Linked DNA regions of Columba livia: region 1 is linked to region 2. The links are chromatin contacts, called in public Hi-C maps. All regions are on one chromosome and are shown on one strand. The core of a region is the stretch at or near the end of the contact, and the rest is flanking DNA. Distances in the headings are between cores, read along the strand shown.

Region 1 (4,056 bases), core at 633-3,132, 260 kb before region 2:
GTCAATAGTCTGGATTCACACTTAGAAATGTTTGCAATCAGTCCATTACTTTTCAGCCTGTGTCTTACCTAGGGTATAGGGAAGGACTTCATATTTCTTGTAAGCATTAATGTGTGTCATAACATGTACTTACAGAACAAAAATCTAGTTGTGTTAAAAAAAGAACTAGGCTGAAATTATAGATCACCACCCTGCAAACAGTGATATTTCCTACTTTTTTCTACCTGAGCTTTGACCACAACCAAGATTAAATTTCTACATATTTTCATATATAGAAATCCTTATGCAGGTATCTGAAATAAGGATTCTGAGATCCTTAATTAAAAGGCTCTTCTGAAGTGAGGTATTATCATGTTATTTTTTCACTCTGTTGTATCACCTAACATCAGAACTATGTGAATTGTTTCTATCCCCAGAATTCTATACTGGAAGGACTAATAGCAGATAAATAAAAAAGAAAGCAAGCTAAAGTGAATTGCATTACCTACCAACTCCAATTGCATTACCTACCAACTCCAATAGCAATTTTAAAAATCTTTGAAAATGTATCAAAATCTGAAGATGATAATTAAAAGAAATTTTGGCTGCGTGGCACTTGTATATCCTAGAAGTTCTGCAATTTTCATGGAAACTTAAGGTGGCTTAAAGCTAAGATTCAGCCACTGAATTTTCAACCTATGACTAATGCCTAGAGAGAAGCCTAGTCACTCTAAGCTCCATTTCCAGGCAGTACGAAGAGATGTAGGATGGGTTTGGCTGAGTGTAGTTTCATTTCAGATGTGCTTCAGTGTTTTGTAAACGGCCAGCTGGGATACTTGGAACTGAACCCTTCAGTCCTACTGTAATAGGAGTTTAGCCAGAGCGAACACTGCGTCTTAAGACCCTTCTATGTTTTAATCTCATACTTCAGAACACCGGTGTGTCACTAGGTTCTTTAGAAAACAACCAACCAACCAACAACAAACAAACCAGCAATGTCTAAAACATCAGAACTGTCGGAATCTCAGCAGTGATCTGCCATCACATTTATATGTGTGCATCTCTTGTCGAAATACTTCTAATTTCATCTCCATTGCTCATAAGCTCTGGATTGTGTTTATGAAAATATTCCTGGAATATAGTTCCTTATAAAAGTACTTCATGCTAAAGCTGCTTGGAGATCTCTATTCCAAAGATCAGCTTCAGAGGATTTCCAAGCTGCAACCACAAATTGTGTCAGTTGATTTCTGTAAGAAATACAGTACTTCATTATTGCCACAGGGGGTACTGTTGGCTTAATTTTGCATTTGAGTCACTTCTGCTGAAATTATTAAGTTAATGATTTATACTCCTATGGTACAACAATCTCTAGTGTTTAAACTGGTTACTATGTTTTGTTTACTGTTTATAACTACCACAGTTGTTTTAAATGCCACTAAAACTACTCGCCAGCTTGTATGGTTTATTTCTCCCTGCAGGTTTTCATAAACCACTGATTGATACAGGGAAGAAAAAAAAACCTATAGTGATTTATGCTTGAAAAAAAATATCCCAAGAGCTATGAATTAACCACTGTTCTGCTATACAGAAAAAATAACACTCTAGTGACACTGAACAATGGATGTCAAAACCTACTTATTCTAACGCCTGCTTCTGGTTTTATCATAGTGGAAAATTTGAGTGTTTTTTTTGCTTTCTTTTTCTTCGAGTACTATGACTGCATCAGTTTTGGACTATGAGCTCACTAGTTTTTCCCCAGAGTTCCTCCTCACTGTGCCATGTTAAGTACTTGATTCACTTAAACAGACTAATGTTTGCAAAAGTGGAAAAAATGTCCCAGAATTTGCTGCTTGACAGAAGGTTAGCTCATTTTAGCTCCTGGTGCACACAGAAAATTTGGGAGGCTGATCTACAGCTTCACGAAAATCATCTGATAACAAAGCCAGTTAGGTTCTGTGGCACTCTGTTTCTTTGGAGATAAGAAGCACTTATTAGTTTTCACTGGAAAAAACATAGAGCAGTGAGAACATGAGTGGACTGTGTAGGGCAGGATGAGATTTCACCAGTGTGTTAAAGCAGTTGCAAGACAGTGTGACAATGGGCACTTTGATTCACTCTACTGGGTGAAATTATGGTCACAATAAAGCGTAAAAAGTGCTTCTCACATCACATCTTAGACCTCCTTTTCTGCAGTGCTAATGTCCGTTTGGCATTGGTCTCCTTTTACGTGCCCCATGAGCCACCACTTCCACAGTTTCTTGCTGGAGAATTTGTGAGTAAAGCTAGGAATACGAGTTAAATCAGTTTATGGCATTATGTAAAACATACTGGACAATTCTCATAGATATCTAGAATCACAAATTCCACAAACTGGCTCCATCTCCATAGATACACGGGTCAAGCGCACATGTTGCTGATCCACCCTTCAGCCTTCAGTGGTTCAGCCACTGGCCTGGTTCCCAGCAACTTCAGGCTGTTCAGACAGCTAAAAATTGATGGAGTTGATTAGGTGATGCTGTAGGAGCCATCCCAGCAGCATTGCACTACCAGAAACCCTTTACTCCTCAGCACATGGGCTGGGATTTTCGCTCTGTTGAGACCTCTTAAATCTAATACTTATCATCAGACCAGCATCAAATGCTTCTTGCTGTAGGGAGCAATGAGCCTGAGAGTTTCATGAGGAAGAGAGGCGCAATGTAGAAAACCATGCACAAGCATTTTAAGAAGAAAAAGGATTGGACATCATCTCTATATTACAGTATAATGAAACCCAAGGAATTTTAGCTAATAGGGCTCTAATTTTTGGTCCCAGATATCCCAAACGGACGAGTGGCACAGATACTATACACCACGGAACAGATGCATTTGGAGTCCGTCTGACTTGCTACATAAAGCAATACATCCACCTGGTGATCTGCACACACGCTTGCCCAGTGCTGCTGTACATCTGGCAGCCAGAGAACTACCTTTTCTCTGGGCCGACTTATCCAGACAAATGGGAAAAATTATCTTTTACTACCCATAGAACATTTCCAGGCAGAAAGAGAGGATATATTCTGGGAAACGCAAACATTTGGCACCCCCAGCTAGTGACACGACTTGTTACGTGTGGCCTTTCACAAATTCATGCTATGGTTTCATTAGCTGACAACATGCAAGCAAGTTGAAGTCCTAAAAGCCACAACAGAAAAGCCTTGAGCTCTACTCTAAATGCCTGTAGGCTTAAGTTAAGTTTTAGGTATGTTTTCACATGCCTACCGTGATCTTTCTATGTATCCAATCCATCCTACTCAACAAATACGCTGGAGAGAACAAAGGCATTTCATGTGGTGTGGGAGAATTTCTCTGATATAAAGAATACCTGAAGTATGTGAGTGAGAAGAGCATGAATTCACAGAGGAGATGGGGGGTGGCAGAGGAAGGATTGGCTGTCCAGAGCACAGCTTTGAGGAACTGCACCCAATCCTGCAAACTCTTCCTAGGGTGGACTTAGAGAAGATACACGTGTGAGTATTTTCTTCAAGCTTCCTTTGAAATGCAACTATGAACTTTGCCGAAGACATGCTTCAGCAGCTAGTGGTGTGCATGGGTGGTGGTGCCTGGGGTGACCAGAGGGTAGGATACTCTGCCCATCTGTTAGAAGACCTGCAGACCACCAGCCCAAAGTGCCCAGCTCCAAGGTGATTTCGCACACCTTCAGCTGATGTGGGTCACACATGGGCCTTCATGGGAGGTGAAAACTGGCATCCAGTAACAGAAGTCTAAAGGTGCTGCTGTCCAGCCTCTCGTTAGTGAATGCGTGTAATCCTCTTGCTTCAGCAGGCATGTTTTTAAGCTAAATGAGCACCTAGTCAGAGATGAGCTACACCTTTTACACATTTTCAGAGACATTCCTTGTGATTTTTTCCAGATCTGGAATGCTGTATATGTGATATTTCCCTTAATAAAGTATTCAGAAGTTGCTTTCCAAGGAGGTGTATAAACGTGGGAGTCCACCATTCAAGGGAGGTCATGTGTAGAAGATGTGAGAACCTATTGGCAGAATTACCTCACAACTTTATTTTATGTGACTTGGAG
Region 2 (4,046 bases), core at 919-3,418:
ATGCTGTCATTTAAGAATAAAGGGAGAAAGGGAGGCAGCTGCACCAAGCGTGGGGTTCAGATGCCTTGGCTGGCATCCTAGGACTATCACATGCAAGATGGAGCAAGCCCCAAAGCTACAACTTGCTAAACTAAAAATAAATAAGGGGAAAATGCAATTAGAAACTCTAGGATACAGTTACCAAGATGGCTGCATTATCTATTTAAGCAAGAGGTATGTGCTTTTCAAAAACAGACAGCCAGTATATAGGGCATCAAGTGGCGGGGGAGGGAGGAGAGAGGAAAGCAAGTGAAATGAAAAGAGTAGTGACTAGGTACTGGATATGCGAATGGTTAAGTTATTTTCTGCTTCTGGTATTTCACTTTCCTCGGTATGCTGATGATCTAGATTCTTTTAAGGGAGTGCAGTGCTTTTACTTTTTTTTTTCTATACACTTAAACTTCACTACCAAAACAAAAAGGCACGTAGTTGTGATTATTAATCATTCTAAGTGGATTTGGTCAGCACGGAGCATTTGTACCCTTTTTTTTTGTGTGCAAAACGTGGCACGGATCACCAGAAGGTCGTTAAAAACAGCAAAAAGCAGACGGGCTGAGACAGGTTCCAAGAACCGAGGCTAACCAGAAGGGAAAACTTTTTCTATACCTGAAATGAAAGTGCTCATGAACTGAAACAGGAGGCTAGTTAAAGTGGGAAGCGGAGGGAGGACGTCTGTGCCCCTGCCTCCTCTGAGCACCGACCCGAGTAGCGGGCTGTGGGACGATGTTCTAGAGGGGCACAGACAGCACAGGAGACGGTGAGTTTTTTTAATTTTTTTCTTTTCCTAAAGACCGCCTTTTCAGTTATGGAGAGATGGAAACCTGCCCAATCCAGACACTCCAAGGGAAACAACAGCAGTGGAAAGATATTGGCTCTTTTTGGAGGCTGCACACGGGGCTGCGGGGGAGCTGAACCCAGTGCTGGGGGGAGAGGGGGATCACAGGCAGGGGGAGCTTTGCTCAGGTATATGGTGGTGGAAAGAGAGGCATTTTTAGGGACTCCTGGGTGACTTCAAAGGGGATGGAAACCCCGTGAGTCTGGGGGGACAGCTGACCCCCCAACCCACCCACCCCGGCATGCTCGTACCCCACCACCTAAACGAAACTTTAGAAGCCACCACCAAAGAGATGCTGCGGATAAGAGCAAACCAAGCAAAGGCGGCGGATTATGATGCATGGGGCTGGTATTTGAAGGTGCCGGCCACTGCCAAGCCACGGGGTTGAAGTTACACACACATGCACAAACACAGAGGACTTACTTTCCGGGTAAAAAGGCTGCATGTCTATTTTGTAAACTTCTTTGGCATAATACTCCTCGTCGCTCCTCTCCCTCTCGCAAGTGGCAGCTCTGTGGTTGGCTTTCTCTTGCAGCAGGTCCCTGGTGCTGTTGTAGATGGAGATGACCTCCGGGGGCACCTCCTCGGGCTCGGGGTACTCGTCCGGGGGGCTGGTGAGCTTCAGTTTGCTCAAGATCTGCCCCCGGATCGCCTCGATCCTCTTGCGCATAAACTGATCCATGTCGAGGGTGCTGCAGGTAGACAGGCTGAGAGCCACGGTGGCCAGATCCAGGGTGAGAAACACGCTCAGGAGATAGCAGTGCATTTTAAGTGTTTAAATACAGCGCCCCCCCCCAAAAAAGAGTGACTTTAACAGCGAACAACAACGACAAAAAAATTAAAAATAAAAGGGGATGTGTGCAAACAAAGGGAAGATCTGCAGACAAAATGCAGTTAAAAACCGGACTGCAAGGACGGCTTGCAATCAAAAAACGCACGGGAGGCGTCAGTGAAAAAAATACCAATTATTATTAAAAAAAAAAAAGCAGCAAGTTGCTACAACTAGATAAAATTCGGGGGTGGAGTAAGCAGGACAGGAAAAAAAAAAAAAAAACGGGAGGAAAAAACCCCCAAACAGATAAACAAACCTGCGAATCAAGTAAATGGAAGGGAGACTGTTCTCAACCCGCTGGCGCAGCCGGCTGGGAAACAAAAAAATCAACGAAAAAAAAAAGGAAAAAGAGAAAAAAATAAAAAAGGAGGAGAAGAAAAAGCAGTGATGGGTATTAAAGGGCGCTGCCGCAGCCGGCGGGGCAGAGGCTGCCGGCGCGGCGCTCAGCCCCGCCGTGCGCCCGCGGCGCCCGGCGGCTCCCGGCAGGCAGCGGCACCGCCCCGCGCTCAGCCCCGCTCAGCCCCCGCGGCGGCGCCGGCAGAGGCGCGCACGTGTGCGCCCGGCTGCGCGGAGTCCCGGCCCCCGCGGCCGGGCGGAGCGGCAGGCGGCGGCGCCTTGCCCCGCGGCGGCAGCGAGCGGCGGTGCTGCTGCTCCTCCGTCCGGCCGCGTCCCGCAGGCTGCTGCGTGCGCCCCGCGCCGCATGCACCGACCCACCCCCGCCCGGGCCGCTGCGCGCTGCAGAGCTTTTTCCAGCTCCCTCCTCTTCCTCCTCCTTCCCAAACGCCAACCCCACGCCGCAGTCAGCGAGGCAGCGCCGCCGCCGCCGCCCCGACAGCCTCCCGCGGATCGCAGGCGCGGAGAGGCCGCCCGGCGCTGGCGCGGAGCGCAGCGCCGCTCTCCCCCCCGGCCTCCCCCGCGGGCTGGGGCTGGGGCTGGCCCCGGCGGCGCGGCGCAGCGCGCAGCTCCCGGCGGATCTAGCGCTCCGCCCGGCGCCCCCCGCCCGCCTCCCCCGGTCCCGCGGCTCTCCCTGCGAGGAGGGGACGAGTGCCAGCAGATAACATCACGGCCGCGCAGGGAGAGGGAGATTTATAAGGTCTCCCCGCCCCACGTGCTCGCCTCGCCGCGGAGTGACGTGGAGGGGCTGCGGGGAGCGGAGGGCTCCGCCGGCCGTGCCGCCGCCCGCCTATTTAATCCGCGCCGCGCAACGGCGAGGGACTTGCGGCAGCCTAGCCGCCGCCTGCCGAGGTGCCTCACCCCGGGGACGGGGAGAGGAGGCAGCCCGGAGCCCAGAAGGAAAAAGCAACTCGTCCAAGGCTTTTTATTTTTTTTTTTCTGTTGTTCTAAAAAGAGGAAGGTTTTAACATTGCTTGCACCTATTATTAAATAATTGGGACAAATACCGCCCTTGCTTTAGAGGAAGAATTTGGCACCTCTGGGAACCCGCTGGGATGCGTTTCTGCTAAAGGCTGCAGGGGCAGTGGGTGGTGATCTGCCCGCGGTACCGGCAGCAGGAGGCGGTCAGGCTCTGCGCGGCCCTTCGCCTGGCTCCGGGGTTTCACTTCCAAGTGGGTTTTGGGCAATTCTCACCGCTCCCCGCCGACAGGACACTTGGTGCGACCTGCGGAGGAGGGAGAGGATGAGCGCTGAGGAGGATTTGCACCTTCTCCGGGATCTCCTCTCCTGTCAGAAGTGTGCAAATACATCCCCATCTGCACTTGACAGAAACTCTCAAGCCCCAAATTCTTAGGCTGCGCCTGTAATTCAGTTTTTCCACTGCCTCTTTTGGCCACAATAAACATCACAGGCTCCATCCATGCCTGCTCCAGTGCCTGTGTGTGGGGAATGTGTCATGCTTTGACCTCAGGAGGACAGCTGCCCTAGGGAAATGACTATGCATCCCTCAACTTTATGCCATAAGACTTGTCTTTCACATTCTGTTTATCAACGCTGTACATCAACATTAACTTTAGACAGTGATCAAGTAGTCTTTTTCTATACCCTCACCCATTTTAGCCCCATATTCCCTTCTGAATTAAGTCATCACACATTTTACTTGCCAAGGATTCTAATCACACCCTCCTGGGTGGGACAAGGCTGCTTCTGAAGAACCTGCTTTGTTTCTAGAGATAAAGAAAGATGTAGCTGAGGTACTCGAGGCATTGAGAAGCACAGCTGGGCCATTGGCCGTGGTATTACAGGTAAGCACACACAACAGAAGTGAGAGAGGATGACTGGGATCTCACTGAAAGTGCCATGAAATTCACATAAGACACAAACCAGCCAAACACCACCGAAGACTTTCTCCAGCTGACCACAACTCAGGAACCATCTTCTTTCTGC

What was found. A called contact is a pair of places that touch in the nucleus more often than the background predicts.
Region 1: a Hi-C map of crop shows a contact between it and region 2, with 3 times the contacts expected there. The contact joins the enhancer-like site here to the promoter of TGFB2 in region 2. A contact is called at or near these places in 2 of 2 Hi-C or Micro-C datasets (crop and liver).

What each region holds. Positions count from the first base shown.
Region 1 is chr3:100,144,212-100,148,267 of bColLiv1.pat.W.v2, reverse strand. The region is part of intron 3 of LOC110357036 (a long non-coding RNA gene); the gene reads left to right. Among named protein-coding and RNA genes, the nearest start is that of LYPLAL1, 28 kb to the left of the region's middle. Within about 2 kb of position 1,882, at least 2 of the 3 cell types and tissues checked have an H3K27ac peak away from gene starts, as active enhancers do.
Region 2 is chr3:99,881,194-99,885,239 of bColLiv1.pat.W.v2, reverse strand. It overlaps TGFB2 (transforming growth factor beta 2), which reads right to left and starts at 2,168. Exons shown (of 7, transcript XM_005499973.4): 1 at 1,298-2,168. The coding sequence starts at 1,640.